2 separate regions of the Arabidopsis thaliana genome follow, and region 2 is linked to region 1. The links are chromatin contacts, called in public targeted proximity ligation maps. All regions are on one chromosome and are shown on one strand. The core of a region is the stretch at or near the end of the contact, and the rest is flanking DNA. Distances in the headings are between cores, read along the strand shown. Region 1 holds the start of AT1G42480 (TLR4 regulator/MIR-interacting MSAP protein). Region 2 holds the start of PMI1 (plastid movement impaired1).

Region 1 (4,431 bases), core at 627-3,126:
GGTTGTAAATCTAATCATGTCCGTGGGCATAGCGGTTGAGTTTTGCGTACACATAACACACGCTTTCTCGGTTAGTCCCCTCTCTGTCTGTACTAGCATTATACACAAGCAATTTGCTATTGTCACTCTGACTGTACGAAATGCTCAGATAAGCACTGGGGACAGAAACCATCGGATGAAAGAGGCGTTGGGTGGGATGGGAGCTTCAGTTTTCAGGTATTTTGTCAGTCTTGAACACGACTAATGAACTTAAAAAGCATGTCATCTCGTAAACAAGTCATGCTTCTCTATTTATCAGAAATCGCCTAACTAACAAACAGAAGTATAAATAGTTATAATACAAACTAAAGTCCTCATTAACATATGTTCAAGATATTGAATTTATTCTAAAATGTGTATCATGTATTGTTGGCAGTGGAATTACATTGACGAAACTAGTTGGGGTGATTGTGCTCGGTTTCTCAAGATCAGAAGTCTTTGTGGTACGTGCTTGTGATCTCTTGAAGCCTCTTTTTTTTCTCCTTGCCTTCTTCGCATTTGGCTTCTTAATTTGTTTTTTCTTTTCCTGACAGGTGTACTACTTCAAGATGTATTTGGCACTAGTCCTTCTCGGTTTCTTACACGGCCTTGTATTTTTACCGGTAAGTCATGGTCATTCAAACATTAGACTAATTTTAGAATTTTTGTTGTTGTTTTGACATATTGATTTGAATGGATGATGAAGGTGTTCTTGAGCATGTTTGGTCCAGCTCCAAGACATGTAGAAGGGGAAAGGCAAGATCATCGACCTTCGGTTTCATCAGTACCTTAGGTGAATTAGTATTTTTGTTTTGTAGGTTTTGTCTTTAATTCATAGTATCCATTTGTAAATGGTTAAAATTGTTTCACCCCACAGCCACAGATAAAAACTTAAGTTCAGTGCATAGCGGAAAAAGAAAAAAAGATCACACCAAATGTTATTCTTTTGGGCCGGTGTTACTGTTTTCCATTGTTTACTAATTCATGATTTCTTCGTCTTAGTTTAGCATCCATACGAGTGAGCGTGAGCCTCTCTCTATGAATGAATTAGTGCGGGGGAGTCTTAAGTCTAACTGCGTTATTTTACAGAACATCCAGTCTTATAAGCAAACTCTACTTGTAAAAAAATAAAAAGGGTGAAACTTTGGTGAAGTTTTGGTGAAGGGTGAAGGGTGAAACTCCCAAAGCCGAATTCGATCTTCTCTGAAAACATAATCACATTTGTTTGGAAAATCTGTTAGTTGGGCTTTGGTCCTATTGGTTTACGTGATAGTCAGAAATGCAGGCAGTTTGATTACCTCTGGCATTAGTTGGAAAGCATTCCAAACATGGATACACATTGTGGTAGTCCATTGGAGAGAAGACCACTCTGAAGCATTTCAGTGCATTTCTATAAGGACAAACCGGATAAGCTGTCTACTGTTCTAAGTAGGCATGCGATTAAAAACTGAACCGGTTTTTCTGAACCAAATTGAGATCTGAGAGTTCGGTTAGATAGTTAACCGCTTTTCTTTTGTGGACTTTTAGTATTTTTCCAACAAACTTAACCAAAAAAAATACCGAATATTCATGAAATTATAACAATATTGCTTTTTTTTTCTGGACTTTTAGTATTTTTTTAACCAACTTAGACCAAAATAAACCGAATTTCATGAAATTATAACATAATTCTCTCAAAAGCACAAACGAAACCAAACATAAATTTTTGTAAGGATTTTAAACACAACCGTTTTTAACCCCTCCAAAAAAAACAACCGAATAAACCGATAACCGAATTCATTTTTTATTTGGTTAATTTTGGTAACCTTGCTCCTTAACCGAATTCGGTAATTCGGATCTCCAACAAAGTGTAGAGGGTGGGGTGTATGACATGGCTTAATATCTTGATCTCACTGGTTCCTAGCAACGTAACAAGGTGATGACGTGGTTTTTACATTTTTCAAAAATCTCTTTTGCCCAGAGAGAGAAGAAGAGACAGATCGGAAGGAGTTGAGTAAGAATGGCGAAGCTGGTGCTCTTCACCGCCGTAATTATCGCTATTTTCTCCCATGGATCCTCCGTCGATGACAAATGCGCCGCTTGTAACGCCGTCGCTGTACGTTGGAATCTCTAACTTTCCTCTCTTTGATTTCTCAAAATTTTCTGACAAATTAGAGCGAGTTATATAGCGATGGCAAATATATTTACGTACATGAGATTTGCTAGATTTTGATTTGATTCTATTAATAAATTTCGAATTTCTGGTCATTGGCATTTTCTGGGGGAAGTAAAGTAAATTCGAGCTGATGTTGTTGTTTTGAAGCTTTATTGATGTTTGATTTAGGACAAAAATCCATTAGTTCTGTACTAATTGTATTGGTTTTTCTAAGGTTAATTTCTGCTTTTTGAAACTGTTATAGTGAAAGGAGTTCAGGATAATTTTCCGTGGACACATTTTTCTGTATATTATCTCTGTTGTGATTGAATTAGCACTCTGGAGATTCAAGTTTGAGTCTTTATTATTACTATTGAGCTATTTGTTCGGTTTCTGAGGTTGTTTCGTAAGAATTGCAATCTAGAACTTGGTTTTGTTTCAATATATGAAGATGTTCTTTTTCAAAATGTTACTTTTCCCCCAGTTCATGCATTTGGTCATTATGAAAAGAAGACTTGTTTTCGTGATTTTGAGAATGATTTAATCCTTCCTTTATAATACTAATAAGGGTGGTTGATGTTGTGCAGGAGGAATTAGAGTTACAGCTTTTAAAGGTAAGAACATCTTAATATCTGTCATCTTGTATTATAACATTGACAAAGCTTGCCTGCTTCTGTTACATTGCTTCAATTTTACAAGCACATTTTTAGTAACTTGGTATTATAAACTCTTAAACAGGAAAAGCCACGAAACCATCTTGATATGAGAAACCGGCTCAATTCTAAAGGCCAGCGTGAAGGAAAGGTCATTGATTACAGGTACAACATTGTTGCCTCTTTGTGCATTATCTGTAAACGAGACCATGTCTGCTTTGATTCGTGTACTCGTTGTTTTTATATCCACATCCTGAAAATCAGTATGATAAAAATGGACTGAAGTTTTTTGTGCATTTGCATGAAAGCGTGACTCGAGTTTTGAAAATGTGATTCTTAACGAGGGTAACATGTATCCGTAGTTAGGAGCAATGACGAAAGGGAAAGAATCTGATAGGTTGACACTGCTAAGAGTGTCTGTGAAACAACAACCGATTCACAATGAGTTCTTAGGAGTAGCTATGTTGCTTTTTTTAGGCAGGTTTCTCACAGTGGATGATCCTCTAATTTTCTTTCTTTCTTTTTCATTCAAATAGAATAAGCGACCTGAGGGTGGTTGATTTGTTGGACGGTCTGTGTGATAGAATGCAGGACTATACTCTACAAAAGGTAAGCCTAGTTCTTGTATATTTCTTATCACGCTGCTGTTCCAGGAATAATATATCTCTCTGATAATTGTAAATTGACCAATGAGATTCTTATTGCCACACTTCTGCAGGTGGAACCTAAGAATAGACAATGGGTGAAAGTAGGAAATTTTGACAATCTAACAAGTAATGTGTTCTTTCCTTTCCTTTTAAAATTTGCGCTCCGTGACATATTTGCAATTGTTCATCACATAGCTGCTTCAATACTTACGTTATTTGATAAGTACGCTTAGGTGCATCGTTTAATGAGTCAATGGAAGCTGTCTACTTGATCACACTGTCACCGTGTCTGCTGTCCGCTTTATCTGTTTATAACTTCTGTTGAGCAAATGAGTAACTGTTAGAGAGCTTTCATGATGCTGAAAATTCTAGAACAAGTGCAGTGACGGTTTTAAAGTTCTAGAATAAGCTGTGAAATTCTCATCTCTAGTTATATTAGTGGTTTAGAGACTTGTTTGGGATTTAATGTTTCATCTGTGTGTGTGTTGTCATATAGATAAACAGGAAGCGAAAGCGCATGCAAATGACATTTCAACTTATTGTGGAAGGTAAGACAATCAAGAACCTTCTCTTACTCGAGCCTAAAATTCATCGAAGTCTCCTAAAATCTGTATATGTTATTTCTTTTTACAGATTGCTGGAGGAAACTGAAGATGAGGTAAACATTCTGGTAACCATTCTGTTAAGTGACAGTTATAAAGTCAAGACTAAATTAAGGTTATGTGATGAGTGACCGCAGCTAGGTGAGGTGATAAAGAATGGCTCCCTAAAAGCAGGAGAAGTCCGAAAGGTTCTGTGTCAAACTTTGAGTAACCACTGCCGACAATCAAGGTTAGCACAATAGTCTTTCTTCCTATACATTTCTGCCTCAAAACTATGTTAAGAAATCTGATATGGTTTTTCTGAATTCAGTGAAACAGACTCAGAGGATGAGGAGGACGACGATGCAGATGAATTATAACTCAATCCAGTGAAAAGT
Region 2 (4,431 bases), core at 640-3,139, 41 kb after region 1:
GGCCGGGAGAAACGTTTACGAAACCTCGCGGATGGGTTTTCTCTAACAATGGGAAAGAACTCAAGATTGGCGTGCCTCTTCGCGTTAGTTACAAGGAGTTTGTATCACAAATTCGCGGAACCGAGAACATGTTCAAAGGGTTTTGCATTGATGTCTTCACGGCTGCAGTGAATCTTTTACCGTACGCAGTTCCTGTCAAGTTTATTCCTTATGGAAATGGAAAGGAGAATCCGAGCTACACGCATATGGTTGAGATGATAACAACTGGTGTGAGTGCTTATTACATTCTTTTTCATAGAAGTTACTTTTACCATTTCTACTTACTGTAAAAATGGATTTACTGCAGAATTTTGATGGGGTAGTAGGTGATGTTGCCATTGTAACAAACCGGACAAAGATTGTAGATTTCACACAACCATATGCAGCATCAGGACTAGTTGTAGTTGCACCTTTTAAAAAACTGAATTCAGGAGCCTGGGCTTTTCTTCGACCTTTCAACCGTCTTATGTGGGCTGTCACGGGTTGTTGCTTTCTCTTTGTTGGCATTGTTGTTTGGATCTTGGAACATAGGACTAACGATGAATTCAGAGGCCCACCTAAGAGACAATGTGTCACAATTCTCTGGTCAGTTTACTATATATTTCAGAGAAGTAGCTTAGAGACAACTGCTTGTTATCTTTTGGCTGATCCATTTATTGTTTGTTTGATATCTGCAGGTTTAGCTTCTCGACCATGTTTTTCGCGCATAGTATGTCGAAAGAAAACTTACTGTGCCACTGGTTATTGTTTGGCTTTTGACTGATATGACTCTTTCCCTTGGTTTTGACAGGAGAGAACACAGTTAGTACACTTGGACGGTTGGTTCTGATCATATGGCTATTCGTTGTACTAATCATCAACTCGAGCTACACGGCTAGTCTGACATCGATATTGACGGTTCAGCAGCTCTCTTCACCCATCAAGGGAATTGAAAGCCTTAGAGAAAGAGATGATCCAATAGGGTACCAGGTTGGTTCATTTGCAGAGAGTTATTTGAGGAACGAACTCAACATATCAGAGTCACGCCTAGTCCCACTTGGAACACCTGAAGCCTATGCTAAGGCATTAAAAGATGGACCAAGCAAAGGAGGCGTTGCCGCGATTGTTGACGAACGTCCTTATGTCGAACTCTTCCTCTCCAGCAACTGCGCTTATAGAATCGTTGGTCAAGAGTTCACCAAAAGTGGCTGGGGATTTGTAAGTATAAAGATATTGTCACCATTTGGTTTGGTTAGATTCTGTTACTTATGTATAAATGGTTTTACGTAGGCCTTTCCTAGAGACTCTCCTCTAGCAATAGATCTATCAACAGCGATCTTAGAGCTAGCAGAGAACGGAGATTTGCAAAGGATCCACGACAAATGGCTAATGAAGAACGCATGCACTCTAGAGAACGCGGAGCTCGAATCAGACAGGCTTCATCTAAAAAGCTTTTGGGGACTATTTCTCATATGCGGCGTCGCGTGCCTCCTCGCTCTCTTCCTATACTTTGTTCAGATCATCCGTCAGCTCTATAAAAAGCCAACCGATGATGCCATTGCAAGAGATCAACAGCAGAATCATGACTCTTCCTCCATGCGCTCCACTCGTTTGCAAAGATTCTTGTCTCTCATGGATGAGAAAGAAGAGTCCAAGCACGAAAGCAAGAAGAGAAAGATCGATGGTTCAATGAACGATACATCGGGATCAACACGATCACGAGGTTTCGATAGAGAAAGAAGCTTCAATTCGGTAAATCCATTAGACTGAAACTGTAGTTACAGAGACATATACAATTATTTTTGAACTGATTACAGAGAAAAATTTAATTTTTTTCTTAGACATTTATTATAGTATAGTATATAGTATTTATATTTCACAAAACTCTAACAACCACAAACACAAGGTTAGAGAACTAACGATTCTAAAACGTTGAACGAAACCATACCGTGACAATAAATTAGTTGGGACCATAAAGGTTGGTGTCTCTTTCAGAGTTGAGAGAAGGCCACGACATTCTAAATCCTGATCCAATCGCTTCACCAACTAATAAATTTTCTCAATTTTGGACAGACAAAACAATGAAACCTATCGATAATAATAACCACACAAACCCCAAATAAACCCTCAGCTTCCTTATCCCTTCTTCTGGGGACCAAAAAAAACACAGAAGAGCTTCTTCTTCTTCTTCTTCTACATGGCAGGAGAATATTCCGGTAGCCGGAGTTCTAACACACAGCTTCTCGCGGAACTTGAAGCTCTAAGTGAAAACCTTTACCAGAAACCTCAGGTTTCAGTTGGAAACAGGAGAACAAACTCTCTCGCTCTCCCTCGGAGTTCTGTTCCGTCGCTTGTTACCTCTGCTGATGAAGTGAGTACAGCACGAGCTGAGGATTTGACAGTATCGAAGCCGCGGGCTCGGCGTTTATCGCTGTCTCCGTGGCGGTCGAGACCGAAACTTGAGGTAGAGGAGGAAGAGAATGTTACTCAGAGCAACAGGATTGTCAAGAAACCAGAGGAGTCGTCATCGGGTTCGGGTGTGAAGGAAGAGAAGAAAGGGATTTGGAATTGGAAGCCGATTCGAGGGCTGGTTCGGATTGGTATGCAGAAGCTAAGCTGTTTGTTATCAGTGGAGGTTGTGGCGGCGCAGAATCTTCCAGCGTCGATGAATGGTTTACGCCTTGGAGTTTGCGTGAGGAAGAAGGAAACTAAAGACGGTGCTGTTCAGACGATGCCGTGTAGGGTTTCTCAGGGTTCTGCTGATTTTGAGGAGACCTTGTTTATCAAGTGCCATGTGTATTACTCACCGGCGAACGGTAAAGGTAGTCCAGCGAAGTTTGAGGCTCGTCCGTTTTTGTTTTATCTTTTCGCCGTGGATGCCAAGGAACTGGAGTTTGGAAGGCATGTGGTGGATTTGAGTGAGTTGATTCAGGAGTCGGTAGAGAAGATGAATTACGAAGGAGCTAGGGTTAGGCAATGGGATATGAATTGGGGACTTTCAGGGAAGGCTAAAGGGGGTGAATTGGCTTTGAAATTAGGGTTTCAGATTATGGAGAAAGACGGTGGAGCTGGGATTTACAGTAAACAAGGCGAATTCGGGATGAAACCGAGTAGTAAACCTAAGAATTTCGCTAATTCCTTCGGTCGAAAGCAATCGAAGACGTCGTTTAGTGTTCCGAGCCCTAAAATGACGAGCCGGAGCGAGGCGTGGACGCCAGCGAGTGGTGTGGAGTCAGTTTCGGATTTTCACGGGATGGAGCATTTGAATCTGGATGAACCTGAGGAGAAACCCGAGGAGAAACCGGTTCAGAAAAACGACAAACCGGAACAGAGAGCTGAAGATGATCAAGAGGAACCAGATTTTGAAGTTGTGGATAAAGGAGTTGAGTTTGATGATGACTTGGAAACTGAGAAATCTGATGGAACCATAGGTGAAAGATCTGTTGAGATGAAGGAACAACATGTTAATGTTGATGATCCACGGCACATAATGAGACTCACCGAGCTTGATTCAATTGCAAAGCAGATCAAAGCGCTTGAATCGATGATGAAAGACGAGAGTGATGGAGGTGATGGTGAAACAGAGTCACAAAGGCTAGATGAAGAGGAACAAACTGTGACAAAGGAGTTTCTTCAGTTACTTGAGGATGAAGAAACCGAGAAGCTGAAATTTTATCAGCACAAAATGGACATCTCTGAACTGCGGTCTGGCGAATCCGTAGACGATGAATCGGAGAATTACCTCTCGGATCTCGGTAAAGGCATTGGTTGCGTTGTTCAGACACGAGACGGTGGTTACTTAGTCTCTATGAACCCTTTCGACACGGTGGTCATGAGGAAAGACACTCCTAAGCTTGTTATGCAAATCTCCAAACAGATTGTGGTAAGGCCTGAATTAATATTTACATAATCAAAAGAATCCTACAACAACAGGAATCTGAAATCTTTATTACAGGTACTACCAGAAGCCGGACCAGCCACTGGATTCGAGCTATTTCATAGAATGGCGGGTTCGGGTGAGGAACTAGAGTCAAAGATATCTTCGCTTATGGCGATAGATGAGCTAATGGGGAAAACAGGGGAGCAAGTGGCTTTTGAAGGAATAGCGTCAGCGATTATACAAGGGAGGAACAAAGAGAGAGCTAACACGAGCGCAGCGCGAACTGTCGCAGCTGTTAAAACAATGGCTAACGCGATGAGCAGCGGAAGAAGGGAGAGAATAATGACCGGTATATGGAATGTGGAGGAGAATCCATTGACTTCGGCAGAGGAGGTTTTAGCCGTCTCTTTACAGAAACTAGAGGAAATGGTTGTTGAAGGACTTAAGATTCAAGCTGACATGGTGGATGATGAAGCTCCTTTCGAGGTTTCGGCTGCGAAAGGTCAGAAGAATCCACTTGAATCGACCATTCC

The links.
Region 2: a contact with region 1 is called in a targeted proximity ligation map of shoot, with 19 read pairs. A contact is called at or near these places in 8 of 26 Hi-C or Micro-C datasets (callus, leaf, root and 2 more), 2 of 2 datasets of targeted methods (seedling and shoot) and 3 of 3 other capture datasets (root, seedling and shoot).

The regions. Positions count from the first base shown.
Region 1 is chr1:15,934,280-15,938,710 of TAIR10.1, forward strand. It overlaps AT1G42480 (TLR4 regulator/MIR-interacting MSAP protein), which reads left to right and starts at 1,877. Exons shown (of 9, transcript NM_103436.3): 1 at 1,877-2,113; 2 at 2,740-2,766; 3 at 2,891-2,970; 4 at 3,342-3,414; 5 at 3,524-3,578; 6 at 3,949-4,000; 7 at 4,086-4,110; 8 at 4,192-4,283; 9 at 4,365-4,431. The coding sequence starts at 2,018. The coding sequence ends at 4,413. AT1G42470 (Patched family protein) reads left to right here. Exons shown (of 37, transcript NM_001333199.1): 33 at 1-70; 34 at 149-216; 35 at 416-482; 36 at 573-641; 37 at 725-1,250. The coding sequence ends at 811.
Region 2 is chr1:15,974,916-15,979,346 of TAIR10.1, forward strand. It overlaps PMI1 (plastid movement impaired1), which reads left to right and starts at 1,890. Exons shown (of 2, transcript NM_103439.7): 1 at 1,890-3,901; 2 at 3,974-4,431. The coding sequence starts at 2,216. GLR3.3 (glutamate receptor 3.3) reads left to right here. Exons shown (of 7, transcript NM_103438.3): 3 at 1-269; 4 at 347-624; 5 at 717-748; 6 at 830-1,236; 7 at 1,309-1,898. The coding sequence ends at 1,788.